2 separate regions of the Mus musculus genome follow, and region 2 is linked to region 1. A link is a contact called in public promoter capture Hi-C data. All regions are on one chromosome and are shown on one strand. The core of a region is the stretch at or near the end of the contact, and the rest is flanking DNA. Distances in the headings are between cores, read along the strand shown.

Region 1 (4,400 bases), core at 1,335-3,834:
AGGAAGGCTCTTTGTAGCCACACCATTTACGTTACTCCTAGCTCTTAGGTTAGGAGTGCTGTAGATATGATCCACCTTTAGGAAGACAGTCATCAGAATTACCTGGGAGGCCAACATCTGGGCACGTCTACTAGGTTGTTTCCAGATATATTTAACTAAGGAGGAAAAGCCACTGAAACTGAGTGGCAGCATTCCATGGGTTAGGATTACAGACTGCAAACAAAGTTGAAAAGGAAAACATAGCACCAGCATATCTCTCTCTCTCTCTCTCTCTCTCTCCCTCTCTCTCTCTCTCTCTCTCTCTCTCTCTCTCTCTCTCTCTCTCTCTCTCTTCTTGCTAACTACAGATGCAATTTGACTAGCTGTTTTGAGGACTTGTAGCTTTACTGTCCCTCCCATGATGGACTGCACTCTTAGGCTATGGGTCAAAACCATCCTTCCTTCCTTAAGTTTGTTTGCCGTATGTTTTGTCTCAGGAAGGAAAAAAGTAACTAATATGGGAGATAAGCTCAGTACAGGGAGTGGACCTTACTGAAGATCTGTCAATCAGCTCAAAGCTTGCCACAGAGACCGTATTAGTTCAAGTTCTGTTATTATAATGAAATATGCAAGGCTGAATATTTTACCCCCCAAAAAAGCAGTTTATTTAGCATTTAGTTTCTGAGACTCAAGGGCTTTGACTTCTATGGTGAAGACTTACTATGTCTTAGCCTGATGGATGACAACATGACAGGTATGTTTTTGAGAAAGACAAGAAGCTGGAGAGCAATCAAAGCTGTGTGTTTGGGTGACTCATCCTTGGCCTTTCATAACAAGCCTTTTGTGAGAAATAACCAGAGTTCCTTGAGAATTGCTTCAGTTCCTGTCAAAGGCAATACCATTCAGTGACCTAATGGCTTCCTACTGGTCTGCACCTTTTAAAGGTTCCGTCACTTCCCATGTTACCACCCTGGGGACCAAGTTTCCAACATACAAATGTCGATGTGTTACAAGACCATTACTTGTGGCTTGCAAATGATTCAAATGTATGTTTTTGAAGCAAGGAAAAGATTGCACTTGGAATGCTAACAAAGCAAAGAAACTGAGAGGTTATTGCCAATAAAAGATCATCTTAGTGGATTCAGGGATGCAAAGCAGCTTTGTAGACAGGAAAAGGAACAGAGGTAACAGCAGCAGAGCACTGTTTACTGGAGACTTCTAGATTCCAATGGCCAAGAATGGAATATTGTCTTACTTCCTCTTATCTTGGTGTCTGTAGCCTTGGAGAGGGAACACAGTGTGCAAATTTAGGTCAAAACAACCTTGTATTATTGTTCTGAACAAGCCACATCTTAAATGACTGCTATGTCTACATGTAAAATTGAGCAGAAATCTGACTCAAAGGTTAAGATGACCAAACAGAAGATACAGTTTGAAAGCAGCAATGCCAAGTTTTAAAATATATTTTTTAGACATTTTAGACACTTACTAGGTATATGTAACCAAGTGAGCAGCCAATACTTTCACCTATAGAGGCTTTTAAGTCCTTAACCCAAGCAACCATCATCATCATAAAACTAGCAACTTGACTAGTCAAGTTTAAAGTTTAATTTAAAGTCAAGTACAAGATAAAGAAGCTAGAGTCCTCCTGTTAAAGGGGAACATAATTATACTATATCCAGTCTCACTCCAGCGTGAGTGAGATATGCATATATATGAAATAAAATGGGAATAAGTAAATGTTGAAAGTTTTCTATGAGCTAAGCGATTTAGAGCAGACACATATTGTTAAGACAGTCCAACAATTCGTGGTGTATATAAAGTGTTACTTTCTTTAAGATGAGGCGACTGTTTTCGAACAATCTATGCTGGCAAGTGTTGAAGCAGCGATTCTTCAGGCGACACCACTTCTTGGTAATAATACCACCAGCAGGCCTCTAGAGTTAAACATGATTTTTCTTCTTTTTAAATAATTCCCCCAAGTAACACCACAATATAATAAAAAATGTAAAGGCATATACTTTGAATGCATTTACTAAAAAACACTAGGCACTAGTATAAGAAATGAACATGTATGAATTCACAAATGTATCTAAAGTAATTTGGCTGTCACTTCTGACTGTAAAACAACATTACTTTCGAAAAGACTACAGACGTATTAAGAATAAAGTTTAAGTTGCCTTAAAGAAAAATCCCACTTCTATTTCAAGATTCCCCCTCTCCCACTGCTTTCTGACCTACCTACCTGGCTCCACAACAAAGGAGTGCGTTTCAGATGAAGGAGGAGGGGCTAAGGAAAGCTAGGTGGGGGGTGAGTGGTACTGGCAGTTAGGAGCGTGAGACAGGAAGAGCCTATTATTAAAAGAAGCCGAAAAGTTCCGTAGCTTCAAAAAATATGACGCTCCTCTTTAGTAATCAGAGAGCTGCAAAAAGAACAACAACAATAAAACCAATCCGCACATTCTTTTTTTTTCTTCCTCCAGAAAAGACTGACAAGGCCAAATGAATGTTTAGAGAGGGGGTGGTAGATGGGAGCGGAGGGCGGGGCCACATCTGCCGCGCTTTTTGTGGGAGTGGAGATCGGGGACCGGACCTCACTGGTGACGTAGATCTCATGTGACCAGGAGTCGACGTGTGCAGAAATCCTGCTAGTCTGGTCCTTGTTTCCATCTGGGTACCAGCTCCCTTTAGCCTTGCAGACGGTGGTGCGAGAGGCCAGCGGCCAGAAGAGACAGCTTGCTTCAATTCATCAGGTTAGTGTTTTAAGCCGTTACTGCCAAGGATTTTTGTAGTTTACAGTGGTCTAGGGTAGTGACTTGAGTCCTGGTTAAGTCTGTCCCTCCACCTCGTACCTTTAATTCTTCAGGAAAGGACACTTGTGAAACGACTAGGGGGTCCCAAGAGAAAACAAGGGGGGCTGTGACGATTCCAAAATAATCATACTCTGAGATTTTGGACCCCCACTTTGCTTCCCAAACCTCGTCTCGGATCTACAGATAGTTGGGGAAGAATAGCTCCTTTTTACCCTCTGTCTGGTGAGAAAGACAGGCTAACTTGCGGGGTGGGAAGGAGGAGTCCTTTGGGAAACAAAGGGTGGGAAACTTCCATAAGCAAGCCCTTAAATGCGGAGAGCTCGGCGAGCTGGGTCCGTGGTAGTGCTCTGCTGAGCACCGAGGGCTTGCTTGCCCCACCCCCAACATCCCCTCCCTTCTCCGTTTGCCTGCAGGTTTGTTCTTTGTACCGCACCAGGCTAAAATAAGTAGGAAAAAGAAATCGACCAGATCTGTACCTGGTAAGTGAGGGGGAACTTTATAAAAGACTCCCCCAGGATATGGGTCGGTGAAGGCCTGCAGAGGCTGAAGGCCCCAGTCCCCTCTCCCTTCCCCCCACCCCTTTCGGAGGGGCCTGTGTTAGGCCTGGGAGGGAGAAAGATTTGTGGAGGGCTGGGGCGGGAGGCGGGAAGGAAGGCCTTGGAAAATGCTGGAGGGAGGGACTAGAGAGGGGAGGGGGTGGAAAATGGAGGTAAGAGGGGCGGGGACAGGGAAACCTTGATTGCGGACTGGGTTTCTCAGGTGGAAGGTATCTGGTGAGGGCAGTTAGACCGAACGAGGGTGGGGGGAAGAGAGGAGGGGAAAGAGGGAAGTGGGGAGAGGGAGAGCGGGAGGGGGCAAGAGTGGACGGAGGGGGGGTGGGATGGGGAGGGCGTAAGCAAACGGTGAGGAGACCTTTGTGCACAGCACCTGCCCATCTACCAAGTCTTCCATCTACCACCACCTCCTCCTCCTCCTCCTCCTCCTCCTCCCCCTCCCCCTCCCCTCCCCCCTCGCTTCCTAGAAATCATTGCATTCCCGTATTCTGCAGGAAGCAGCAAAGAAGAGAAGCAGACACAAGATGAAACCCTGCCAAAAAATGGAAGGAAACCTAGAAAAGGAGGATGAGCCAAAGCCTGAGGAAGAGCCAAAGCCGGAGGAAAAGCCCGAGGAGGGGCAGGAACCCGAGGAGGAGGAGAAATCCGAAGAAACTTTTCGGGAGAGGCTGATCCGGTCTCTGCAGGATTTTCAGGAGGATATACACAACAGGCACCTGAGCAGTGATGATCTGTTTAGAGATGTGGAGGAGCTAGATGAGATCAGGAAAGTGAGAAACAAACTTATAGTGACGCGTTGGAAGGCTAACCGAAGCCATCCTTACCCCTATTTAATGTAGCTTGGCTTGCTTTCCCTTTTATCTGATGTTACCATTGCGATCTAGCTTTCTTTTCATTAGCATTTTCCTGATAAGACCTTTGCCCATCTTCCTACTTTGAATCTGTTGCTGTTAGTGGCTTTAGCTGTATCTCTTGTTGTCTGTATCTTACTGTTGATTATATTTGAACCAATCTATAAGTCTCTGGCTTTAAGCTTTACTGATTTGTAAAAAAA
Region 2 (4,400 bases), core at 1,351-3,850, 500 kb before region 1:
AAGATGCAGCATATGTTTAAGGGTTTAAAGATACATTAAAGTTAAAAGGCTTACTAGGGGAAATGATAATGGCATTCTGTCGATGCGCCAGTAGCCAAAAAGACCCTGAAACTGGAAAATGGTTTGAGTGGATTTATCCAGAGTTGACCACTACTTCCTGTTTTCTCTTTCTTTCTTTCTTTCTTTCTTTCTTTCTTTCTTTCTTTCTTTCTTTCTTTCTTTCTTTCTATTAGATATTTTCTTCATTTACATTTCAAATGCTATCCCAAAAGTCCCCTATATCTTCCCCCCACCCTGCTCCCCTACCCACCCACTCCTGCTTCCTGGTACTATTCCTGGTACTGTACTGGGGCATATGATCTTCGCAAGACCAAGGGCCTCTCCTCCCATTGATGGCCGGCTAGGCCATCCTCTGCTACATATCCAACTAGAGACACAAGCTCTGGGGGGTACTGGTTAGTTCATATTGTTGTTCCACCTATAGGGTTGCAGACCCCTTTAGCTCCTTGGGTACTTTTTCTAGCTCATTCATTGGGGTCCCTGTGTTCCATCCAATAGCTGACTCTGAGCATCCACTTCTGTATTTGCTAGGCCCCATCATAGTCTCACAAGAGACAGCTATATCAGGGTCCTTTCAGCAAAATCTTTCTGGCATATGCAATAGTGTCTGGGTTTGGTGGTTGTTTATGGGATGGATCCCTGGGTGGGGCAGTCTCTGGATGGTCTTTCCTTCCGTCTCAGCTTTGGAACTTGTCTCTGTAACTCCTTCCATGGGTATTTTGTTCCCTATTCTAAGGAGGAATAAAGTATCCACATGTTGGTCTTCTTTCTTCTTGATTTTCTTGTGTTTTGCAAATTGTATCTTGGATAGTCTAAGTTTCTGGGCTAATATCCACTTATCAATGAGTGCATATCATGTGTGTTCTTTTGTGATTAGGTTACCTTACTCAGGATGATGCCCTCCAGTCCATCCATTTGCCTAAGTTAATACCAGCCTTATTTATAATAGCCAGAAGCTGGAAAGAACCCAGATGTCCCTCTTTCTTTCTTTCTTTCTTTCTTTCTTTCTTTCTTCCTTCCTTCCTTCCTTCCTTTCTTTCTTCCTTCCTTTTTCTCTTTTCTTTCCTTCTCTCCTCTTCTCTTCTCTTCTCTTCTCTCTCCCTCTCTCTATCTCTCTCTCTTTAACTGTTTTTAGGGCCCTGGGCTGGCCCATCTGGAGGGACCACTACCACCTATTTTTTACAATTATGTTTTATTGAGCCTCCCACCAAAACTATTTTCATCTTGTGTCCTGGGTCATGAAGATGGTCTGTCTGGACTGACCATCACCACCTAGTATTGTTCCTTATAGGCTGGTTATTCCTTCCAAAAGTTAACCTCCTGCCTCATGACATTATCAGGTTTTCTGATAATGTAGACTGGGACTGAGGGGAAACCATGCACTTTTATTAAGGCAATTTCAAAATTACAAACATCCCTGAAACAGGAAAAATGTCTCTCATCATAATCTACTAATGTCATAGCTCAGCTTAGAGTTGAGGCATACAGGACTGATGGGCTGGGACATTTCTAAGTGGTATACATGTTAGAAACACTTTCTGATTCTAAGGCTTATTTTAATTAAATTTATGTTCAAATAGATAATACAAACATGAGGCCCAGCATTCAAGATGCAAGGACTTATATAGTCAGAGATTTAGGGGGCAAGAAACGTGAGGGAACAAGCCCGGAGAAATCCACAGAGCAGGGACTGGTGTTGGTCCACGGGTACAAAGATACTTTGGTATTATGTCTTGTCAGTAAGAAGATTCTTGTTTTCCCAGTGCCTAGATTAAATCCAAGCCACTGCACCTTATGGTAGTGAGGTCATCCTGGAGTAGAACTCGTCTGCACAGTTCTTTTTCTCCCTGTTTTTCCTCTATCCTTACTTCATGTTATCTAAAACTATTTCAAAACAAGAAACATGCCGGACAATAAGAGCAAAAGATTTCAAGGGGTGGCAACAGGAAACATAAAAAGGGAGATTGAAAAACAAAACAAAACAAAACAAAAACGGTCTGGCAGCAGAGCAGTTTTCCATAGGTTCTGCCGCTGCAGCAAGAATTTTATGCAAACAAGCCCTTACAGGTGCATCACTGGCGGATTTTGCTTGTAGAAGGAACAGTTTAGAATTTGTTGGAATAAATGAGAATTTTTATTTGTAATTTCAGCGTTGAGAACCGCCCCACCCCCAGCATCGTTTCTACCTTGAGCCCCTCCCCTACCTAACCAGCTCACTTCAGTGGGCGGTGGGTTTAGTGAGGAACGTGTAAAAACACTAGAATTCTTTGCTATCCTTCCGCCCGGTAAGGCGGCCGCTTTTTCTTCTGACGCCACAGCGTGAAAACCGCATGCATTTCGAAATGGAAAGACATGTCTAAGAAGGAAGCTAAAACCGACATTTGGTAATCGCCTGCTTGCGGGTGCTTGGCGCGGTTTTCCCTAGTTCGGGATCAGAACCTAAGTGTCGCAGTGTGCGCCACAGTAGTATCACTCCGCTTCCCTAAGCCGGAACTCCTTAAATAACTCTAGCTCCTCCCTCTGCGGGCCTCCGTAATGACGTAGCCGCGCCTAGTGCGTCCCGGCGGATGTAGGTAGCTATGTAGTCGCTTCGTGAGGGACCGGAGAGAGGAGTGGGTACCGAAAGGTGACAGTAATTTGCTAGTCATGGCCCTTCATCTTGTCCTACATCCCAAGCTCCCGGCAAGCCCCTAAATTACAGTCGCCGCCATTGCCTCTGCTCCCTGCGGCGGACTGCCGACGGCGTTTGCCTGCCTCCTTTCTGTGTGGGAAGGCGCCGCCGGAGAGAACGCACCTAAGAAAACTGCCTTGGATTCAAGCAGAACAGGTCAGTAAGAAGGAGGGCATTGCTTGGGGTTGTGGTTGCGGGTTCCATGATTGGTGCGGGATTGGTGACCTGATTTTAGGGGGCGAGTGTTGGGAAGACAGACTAGGGAGGATGAGAAAAAGCTATCTACGTTTCCAGAAACTCGCTTCATCACGTTTGGGAAGGGAGATGGATGCAATGGCATCATCTACTGGGGAGATGGCGTACTTGTCAGAGAAAGGACTACCACCACTGATGAACGCAGTTGTCTGAGGAGCCTTGAGAATCAGGAAGGAGATACACAAAGGGGTTATAGATGTGGGAACATTAAATCTTGTGTTGGGTGTATTCGAAGATTGCACATTCTTATCTGACCATTAATTAACCATATCTTACTCAGTGCGATTTCATTTGATTTGGGGCTATCACACATTCATTTGTGTGGATAGATTTTGTGCCAAGTTTGCATTTCTCCACGTTTCAGGGCGGCAGATCAAAAGGGGAGGGGAGAAGATAAACAAAACTGACCTGATTTCTGTACTGTGGGAGAAAGCTGCAAGACTAGGTAGGGTTCTAGAATAATTTCTACATCTCCTCTTTTCCAGCCTTCCAGAAATGCCCTCCGCGTTACCCCAACTATGTTGCAGAATGTGATAGGTTTGTGTGGGTGGGTGGGGGATAATCATAAGAATGTGTAAGAAAATTGAAAATGATACTTTTCATTATTTCCCCAGCTTCCTGTTATTGTCAGGCGTTTCATCCCTACTGCTACCAGTACGACCAACTGTGCAGAGATGATTTAGTTGTCCCTTCATGGAAATGATCAGGCTTTAAGAATATAGCAGAGGAACGTGGAGATTTGGGGGTGTCATGGGGGGATGACAAAAAGAAAGGGAATCAGAGAATTCTTTACCAAACAAGTATCTGTATCCAGCAAGCATTTATTCCGTAATTACTGTTTCCTAAATTATACTCAGTAGTGCTGTTCTCATGTTTGTGGATTTCCATTGATAGACACATCCGGAGGGTTGTATAACTTGGCTGTTGTGAATGTTTGTAAAATAACTGAATGTGAAGCTAGGAGATAATGAGAAGGCAATTGTCCAGATTCGAGGATTAGTGTGAAGACAGACAAGGATCACTGAGACTAGAATGTCACACCCTTCTGTTTTGTCAGTTTCTCGATGACCTCTAGCTGGTCTGTGGATTCACTTAGGAGTCTTGGTCTAACTCTAGAGATAGATGCAGGATGGGAACATCTTCCTTTAATCCCCTCTTTCCTGTCCTGCTCTAACACTTCATTATCAACCGATTTTTCAACTAAGGGATTACCGAAACAGTCACTCAAGAAGACAATGGAGGGCCCCAAGGGAGGAGGAGGAAGAGGAGGAGGAACAGCTTTGAAGCTGGTTAATGGAAGGAGAGGAAGACCAGGAAGGGAAAAGCTAGACAAGCTTCTCTGAGAAGGCAAGAATAAGGGCCAGGAACCAAGGTCTGTATCCCAAGAGCTGAGTTTCTCTGTCCTCTTTATCTA

Evidence for each region. Promoter capture Hi-C pulls out the DNA fragments that hold promoters and counts their contacts.
Region 2: a promoter capture Hi-C map of erythroid cells shows a contact between it and region 1, with 60 times the contacts expected there. The contact joins the promoter of Armcx5 here to the promoter of Tceal9 in region 1. A contact is called at or near these places in 2 of 39 promoter capture datasets (cranial neural crest and erythroid cells).

The regions. Positions count from the first base shown.
Region 1 is chrX:136,242,496-136,246,895 of GRCm38.p6, forward strand. It overlaps Tceal9 (transcription elongation factor A like 9), which reads left to right and starts at 2,585. Exons shown (of 3, transcript NM_011712.2): 1 at 2,585-2,732; 2 at 3,206-3,271; 3 at 3,841-4,400. The coding sequence starts at 3,871. The coding sequence ends at 4,185. It overlaps Gm39535 (a long non-coding RNA gene), which reads right to left and starts at 2,542. Exons shown (of 2, transcript XR_878245.2): 1 at 2,225-2,542; 2 at 335-1,259.
Region 2 is chrX:135,740,092-135,744,491 of GRCm38.p6, forward strand. Armcx5 (armadillo repeat containing, X-linked 5) reads left to right here and starts at 2,601. Exons shown (of 4, transcript NM_001009575.5): 1 at 2,601-2,887; 2 at 3,472-3,523. It overlaps Gprasp1 (G protein-coupled receptor associated sorting protein 1), which reads left to right and starts at 2,601. Exons shown (of 11, transcript NM_026081.5): 1 at 2,601-2,887.